2 separate regions of the Sus scrofa genome follow, and region 1 is linked to region 2. A link is a contact called in public HiChIP or PLAC-seq data. All regions are on one chromosome and are shown on one strand. Each heading gives the region's core, a stretch centred on a gene start, on an enhancer-like site or on the middle of the called end of the contact. The rest is flanking DNA. Distances are from core to core; before and after follow the strand shown.

Region 1 (3,311 bases), core at 411-2,910, 670 kb after region 2:
CTCGGTTCCCTAGCCTCCTGATCTGGGGCTTTGATGTAACCTGAACTCCTCTCCCCCAGAGCTGCCCTACCGGCCCTCCACAGCCCAGACCCTGAGCTGGGACTGACCTTCGTGGTGGAAGCTTCTCACGGTGTTGGCCCGACTGGCAGGGCGCTCGGGATACTCGAGACCAACGCTGTGGGTCTGCTCTTCCTCCTCCTCCTCTCCAGACTGAAGCCGGTAAAGATCCCGCATGTAATCTGGGATGACGGCGCTCTTGCTAGGCTGCGGGCGGCGACGCAGCCCGAACATCTGCAGAAGTGTAGCCTCGAAGTCCCGAAGGAGCTCATGGCTCTGCCCTGAGCGGCGTCCTCCCGCGTGGCCCTGAATCTCGGCGACTTTTTTCTTCCCCGTCTCAGGTATCAAACTAGCATGGCTCGCGCCTCCTAGCAGGACTTGGCATAATAAAACGACCATCAGCATTCGGTTACCAGGAATCATGGTGTCTCTAGGGAGGGGGAGGAGGTGGAAGGTTAAAGAATAAATAAACACCAATAACTAGAGAAAAATAGAGATGTCTCAGCAAACTCATACAGGGCTAGACAGAGAGGGTCAAGATGTAAAACAGGTCAGAAAGATCAAGTTTGTGTCTTCCCCCTCACACACACCCCACCACCAGCTGCAGCCATGCGCGGCCTGAAAGTAGGAATTGCCCTGTAATTACTTGGTCTAACTTGTTTACAGTCAAATAACCCCAAATCAGATAGCCTCCATCCTGTTAATCTTTTTTTGTCCCAACTGCTATCTGAGCCATGATCTCAGCTTGGCTTTTTCAAGGATAAACAGTTAACATTGAGGAGGTAAAAAAGGATGGGGGAGGGAGAATTAAAATACCATCTCTCTACTCTCCACTTCAGACCTTCAGTCTCTCCCCCCCCTTCCTCCACCCCCCTTCTTCCTCCGCCCTCCGAGCCGACTTCCACAACTTCCAGCTGGTTCGGAGCAGGAGGGAGGGAAAACAGAGAAGCAGGGGCAGGGCGAAGACACCCGGCGGCTGGGTCTGGAAGGTTTATTTTACGGGGGCTGATGAATTTGAAATGCCCAGCAAAAAGCGTTTGATTGAGCCCGCTCACTCACTCCCAGAGAAGGGTGTGTGGGGGGGATGATTCCAAGAGCGACGTCTGAGTTTGACAAGCAGCTGGGAATATGCCACGGGGGCACTGGGTGATCCGCAGTCAAGTGGGAGAAGGGGATGGTAAGCACCCCTGGCTGCGGACTTTTCTTTTTTGCCCCCTTTCGCTCTCCTTCCTTGCAACGCACAGATCAGGAAGAGAGTGGAGCAAGCAGCACTTTAAATAGAACCGGTACGCTCAGAGCGCAGCGGCTGCGGCGCCAAGAAGAAAGCGACAGCGCTGCCAGAAAGCGGAGTGTGGACTCTGGAAGGCAGGTCCGACGGGAGGGACACAAGGCGAGCACGGGTGGGGAGGGCAGAGTGAATTCCCGGGAAGAGGGAAGGAAGAGGTGTCTACTCACTGACAGAAAACAAGGCATATAATAACAGTCCATGATTCTTGACAGCCAATCTTGAACAAACTTGCTGGAAAGGCTCAGAGGAGCTGCGGCAGTGCGTTGCTCTGGATGGCACTACAGAATGGCTCCTAAAATGAATATTTGAATATAATGAGACTGGCGCAGGCTGACTCTGTTTTTCTTCCAGCCCCTCTGAGTCACGTGAATGCAAAGACTCCGCCCCGCGCACCGAAGCGTCCGCCTTCCCCGCAGTGGACCCGCCCCATCTCCGCCCCGCCCCCTCTCTGAGAGGCCAGCCTCCCCGCCTGCTGCCCCAACCACCAGCGTCCGGGAGGAGCTCCCGGCCGAGTCCTCAGCTGGTCCCCGGGTGCAGCTGGCGGAGGACGTGGTCCTCGCCTCTACCTGCAGCCTCCGTCGTGTCGGCCTGATCCCTCCCGCCAGCTGCCTTAGGCGAGAGGATCTGGGGAGCACGGTAGGGGCTTCGCCTTTCAGTGTGAGCCTGGCTCAAGTTGGGCCGGGATTTGGGGGCGGCGGAGTCTCAGCAGCTGAAAGCCGCACCACCCAGGGTCGTTTAAAAAGAAAAGCACTGAAAGACAGATATACACGTGCCGCGCGCACCCACCCCTCTTTCTCCCCAGGATCTCCGAGAGGCCAAAAATTGCTCCCAGCTACAGTCACCCCCTGGCGAACTTCTGCGAGTGTTTAGAGGAATTGAGCAGCCTCTTTAGCTCCCGACCAAAAGCTGAGGACCTGTCATAAGTGGTCGGAGGGGTAGATGGTCAGGCGGTGACCAGTGTGGGAACGTGGTAAGGGAATGGCCGCTGGGCTCTTTCCTCCGGTTCCTTTACGGAGAGAATCTCCACACCACGGCGTGCCCACCGAGCAAAGTAAATCCCCAAAGAAAGCGGTCCTGAGGCCCTTAAAGGCGGAGGGGCGGACTCAAAAGAGAGGCGTCTCCTCGGAAGGGCTCAACACTTGTTTCAGGTCTCCAAGTCTCAGAGGTTTTACAACTCCCGAGCCAGGGCAGAAAGGAAATCACAATGGGTTCCCAGGAGTCCAGAAAACCGTGAACAGCTTTCGGCCTACGCTCGATCTCTGCGTCTGTCTTTCCCCCCACCCCCACCCCAGCTCGTCTTTTTTAAACCACTACTCCTCTCCCGCCACTTCCTCCCCCCCCTTCCTCCTTTGCACCAGCTTCAGAATCTCAGCAAATGCTTCAAGAATTTTACCAACCCACCGCTCAAGGTATTACTGTGATATCCCGACTCTATCCAAAGATGCTGCATGCGTGGATCACTCAATACAGGGTCCTTTCCGAAACCGTGACCCTCGAAACTGAATCTGCCCGGCCTGCGCAGGGGTCACAGTCGCGCGATCCCGGCTGCACAGCACACTGTACCCTGCCGCCCTTTCCTAAGCCTGTTCCCAGTTTCTGCCTTGGGTCTATTCAGAGCTCGAAGGCTCAGGTTCCCGGCCTCACCCAGCAAAACTCGGTTTTATCTTGGGGGCACTTGCAGGAGGGCCTGGAAGAAGTGTGAAGGATCAAACGCTTAGCCCTCCCTCCCGGCCGCGGTTGTCCCGCGCGGCCCTACCCGTCGCTGGCCTGGGTGTGCGCGGGCGCCCCTGCGCGACGATCCTTGCCCGCCCAGAGCTGCCGCCTTTTGAGCGCCTTTAAGTTTTCCCGCTACCGCGCCACCGCTGAGGCTGACTGCGAACGGGTGGGAAGAGCAAAGAGTTTCGTTGAGACGCCTGGAACCCTTAAAATGCACCGGGGTGGGGGGGAAAGCTCCAGAGATGGGAGA
Region 2 (3,552 bases), core at 1,006-3,505:
TTATAATACTGGGGCCAATAGCTTCTATCACTATAGAATATCTATTAGGTATTCCAGATATAACATTTGCCACATGCAATGGCAGATATTTCTGACAGCTTTCCTCCATAATCTAATTACAAATCTAATTGTGTTTTGCCTAATAACTAAGGACTTACGTTAATAAGTATTATCAAACAAGCGTACCAAGCACAGTTCCAAGCCCCTTAGGTATATCACCTTCATCACCACAACAACCCTATGAAGTAGATACAATTTCCCCCATTTTACAGATGAGAAAACCATGGCATAAGCCTTGTAACTTTCAAGGTTAAGAGGCAAAATGGAAACACATAAACAAGGACCTAAGGAAAAAACCAAGTATTTCATTCAGCAGGACCTGCTGCTTGCCAAAATTGCTTCCAGCAGTGCTTTCCACCACTCCCGAACGCACCCAGTGAGAACAATTATCTCCTTTCCTGCCAGGGATTAATTTTCTTTACTCCAAGTCTATAACTGAACTGTTGATTCTCTTGCAGGTTCTCTCAAACATTCCCAAGCCAGAGGACGGGCTGTTATTTAAATTATAGGCAATTCAGGGTAAATGAGACCGAATCAGATCCCCGGGTGGACAAAGCTCAGGTAGGATCACGAAATTAAACCTGTGGGGCTGGCCATCAGTTCCTGGATCACCTCCAGGGGATGGCAACGGCACCCGGCTTACTCAGGAGGCGCTAGCCCCCGCAGTATACTCTCCTCCTGACCCAAAGCGTCTGGGGTTTTGCCATCTGCTCGTTTTACCCTTCACCTGCCGGCACCGCCTGCACGGTCTTCATCCTGCCTTGACCAAACGCCAGGCCTCACGCGCCTCTCTCCCCATGATCAAGTTGCAAATCCACCCGCGTGCGTGTTGGGCCCTGCAGAGGCAGCCCGTCCCGCACCCTCCCCCGGCCGGCTACTCACGGTTCCAGTACACCGGGTAGCATTCTCCTTGGTTCACATCCACCTCGTAGAGGCCGCCCCGCACACACACCCGCTCGATGTTCACCAGCTCCTCCATCTCGCGCCCGTGCCCGGTAATGCGCGGACAGAAGCCGCAGACGCGGTCCCCCTCGTGGTCCTCCAGGGAGCCGGAGGCCTGGCCAGTAGCGGAGGGTGGGCCGACCGCATGATCGCCCTCCGGGTCTTGGGCCTGGGCCCGGGCATCCGCGGCCTGCAGCAGGGTCCGGAAGGCGAGCTCGATGCGGAGCGAGTCGTAGCCGATGAAGGGTTTCCAAGTCTTCTTGTCTTCCTTGTAGAACCAGCGCACCTCCTCCGGGCCCAGCTCCGTCACTACCTCGTATCGGTGCCGGGCGGCGGCGCCGCCGGGCCGGATACGCTTCCTCTCCCCGGGGCCCCCTCCGGCCGCCCCGCCGCCCCCCGAGTTCGACGGGACCAGAGGCGGCTGCTGCGGCGGGTGAAGTGACGAGGAGCTGCCGCCGCCACCGCTCTCGCCCTCACTGTAGTAGCGCAGCGAGGAGCCCGACTCGGCGGAGCTGAAGTCATAGTTCTCGTCACTGAGGCAGGGATCCAGCGCCAGGTGGTGGTTGTGGTCCTCTGCGCCCGGCGCCAAATGCAGCCCTGGCTCCCCGCGCAGCAGGGCCAGGGGCACTTCATCGTCGCCCGGGTCCCCAGCAGTCAGGTGGTCGAAGCAGCGGACGCTGCTGCCGAACGCCGGCTCCGCATCCGAGCCCAGCTCCCAGGAGGCGCCGCCGCCGCCCCGGCCGTTATGCTCGGGGCTGAGCTGAGAGCCGCGGCCCGGGTAATTCATGCTCTGGAGACGCCGCCGCCGGCCGGGCCGGGCGCGGAGCCGTGACCCCCAGAGCTTTCGCCACACATTCAACGCCGCCTCCCTCTCCACCGGGAGTTTTCAATCTTTCAAATCCCGACCGGGGCTGCGGCGGCACCCGCGGCGGCTCCGCCCCCCCGAGCCCCGCAGCCGCGGTAGCCGCGTCCCGCCGCCAGTCTCATAGTCACGCAGCCCGACGTAGGTGGTGCTTGGCCTCAGGCCCCGCCCCTCCCGCCGCGCGCGCCGTCCCGGAAGCCCTTTCTCCGCCCACTCTGCGCCGGAGCCGCGCCTCTTGCCTCTCCTGCGCGGGGTTGGGGTCATCTCGGGATTCCTCAATTCCTGTCGCCTACTCTCCTTTCTCCTTCCCCTGCACTGCCGCTTCGCCCCGCCCTTCTAGGGTCGGAACCCAGGTGTGGAGAAGCTTTACCCGACTCATCCTTGCAATCTGGATCCTGAGCCGTAAAGGCTTATTCTCCACATCGGGAGAGAGCCCCCGGAAATTGGATTCATCTGACACTTTTTATGACTTTAGGCCCGCCTGCGGCCTCACCTGGACTTTATCAATCACCTGGTTTATGGTCCCTACAGCATCGTGGGTCCACGCAGGGCATTCCACTCCACGCCTACGGATTCCTCACTTTGGCGTCACGACTCCCACTCAAATCCAAGTCAAAACCGCCCTTCATATACCACCTCATATTACTGCTTGTCTTCCCATATGTATTTCCTGTTTTCTAAACCTTATTTTAAGGTCCTTGTTGGAGGCCAAGTCTGTATGTTTCAACCTCCCACAAGGTGGGTGCACAATCAATGTTGATTATAAGGATGGCAAACCCGGTCAGCTGTTGATAATTAGATTGAAAGCTAAAAAATAACCAGGTTTTAGACTGTTTTGATAACTAACTGCAGGCAGGTCACTTAAATCTTAATCTTTTTGGTTTCCTCATCTGTAAGATCTCTGAACTCTTCCAGCAATAGAATTCTGTGACTGGCAAGATTACTTTTTGTTCTTTATGCATCTCTGATTCTGTAGCACTTTCTGGGATCAGGTTGAATGCTGAGGCTCCCGTGTGGTTCTTTTATATTATGCAAAAGTTTTATTTTATAAACGCATTACTCTATGTTGAGTATCCTGAGAAAAACAATCTCTAATCTCAGTGTTATCAATTCAAGATCAGACAATATTCTCCTTGAAGATTAGGATTTCAACGTATGAATTTTGAGGAAACACAAACATTCAGACTATTGCAGAGAGTGTCTTCTTTGGTCACAGACTAAATGGAATAATAGCCTGTCCTGAAGCGGGAAACAGTCATTGAACCCATATAAGATGTCTACTGAGTTTCAGGCACTATGCTAGACCCTACAGTGAAGCAGTCAACAATCTAGAGGTATCTCTAAATAAACCCAGAAAGCCAACTTTTTAGTTCTTCTGAGGAATATAATTGTAATGCCAGAATGACCACAGGAGTCATTCTTTCCCTAAATACAGATCAATAGTGCAAGCCAAGTTGCAATCTAAATGTAGCTGGACAAGTATAAATAACATAGGACTACTTAATGAATAAAGTCATTCATCCTTCTGTTTATTCATTCAACAAATATTTATTGTCTAGTCATGTTTTGCTGGTGGTTTTTGTGTTTGAAATGATGCTTATGATGCAGAATTATCAAATGCACTTAAAGATTTGTAAGAGGTCTGCCCACAAAACTGTACTTACCAAAAATTCATAAAAATTTTCTAT

The links. HiChIP or PLAC-seq counts read pairs in DNA pulled down with a chosen protein or histone mark.
Region 1: a contact with region 2 is called in an H3K27ac HiChIP or PLAC-seq map of skeletal muscle, with 4 times the contacts expected there. The contact joins the promoter of BMP4 here to the promoter of DDHD1 in region 2. A contact is called at or near these places in 1 of 47 Hi-C or Micro-C datasets (heart right ventricle) and 1 of 2 datasets of contacts at active chromatin or transcription factors (skeletal muscle).

Annotation. Positions count from the first base shown.
Region 1 is chr1:183,417,958-183,421,268 of Sscrofa11.1, forward strand. BMP4 (bone morphogenetic protein 4) reads right to left here and starts at 1,661. Exons shown (of 3, transcript NM_001101031.2): 1 at 1,513-1,661; 2 at 108-487. The coding sequence starts at 480.
Region 2 is chr1:182,752,271-182,755,822 of Sscrofa11.1, forward strand. It overlaps DDHD1 (phospholipase DDHD1), which reads right to left and starts at 2,256. Exons shown (of 12, transcript XM_003121795.4): 1 at 943-2,256. The coding sequence starts at 1,789.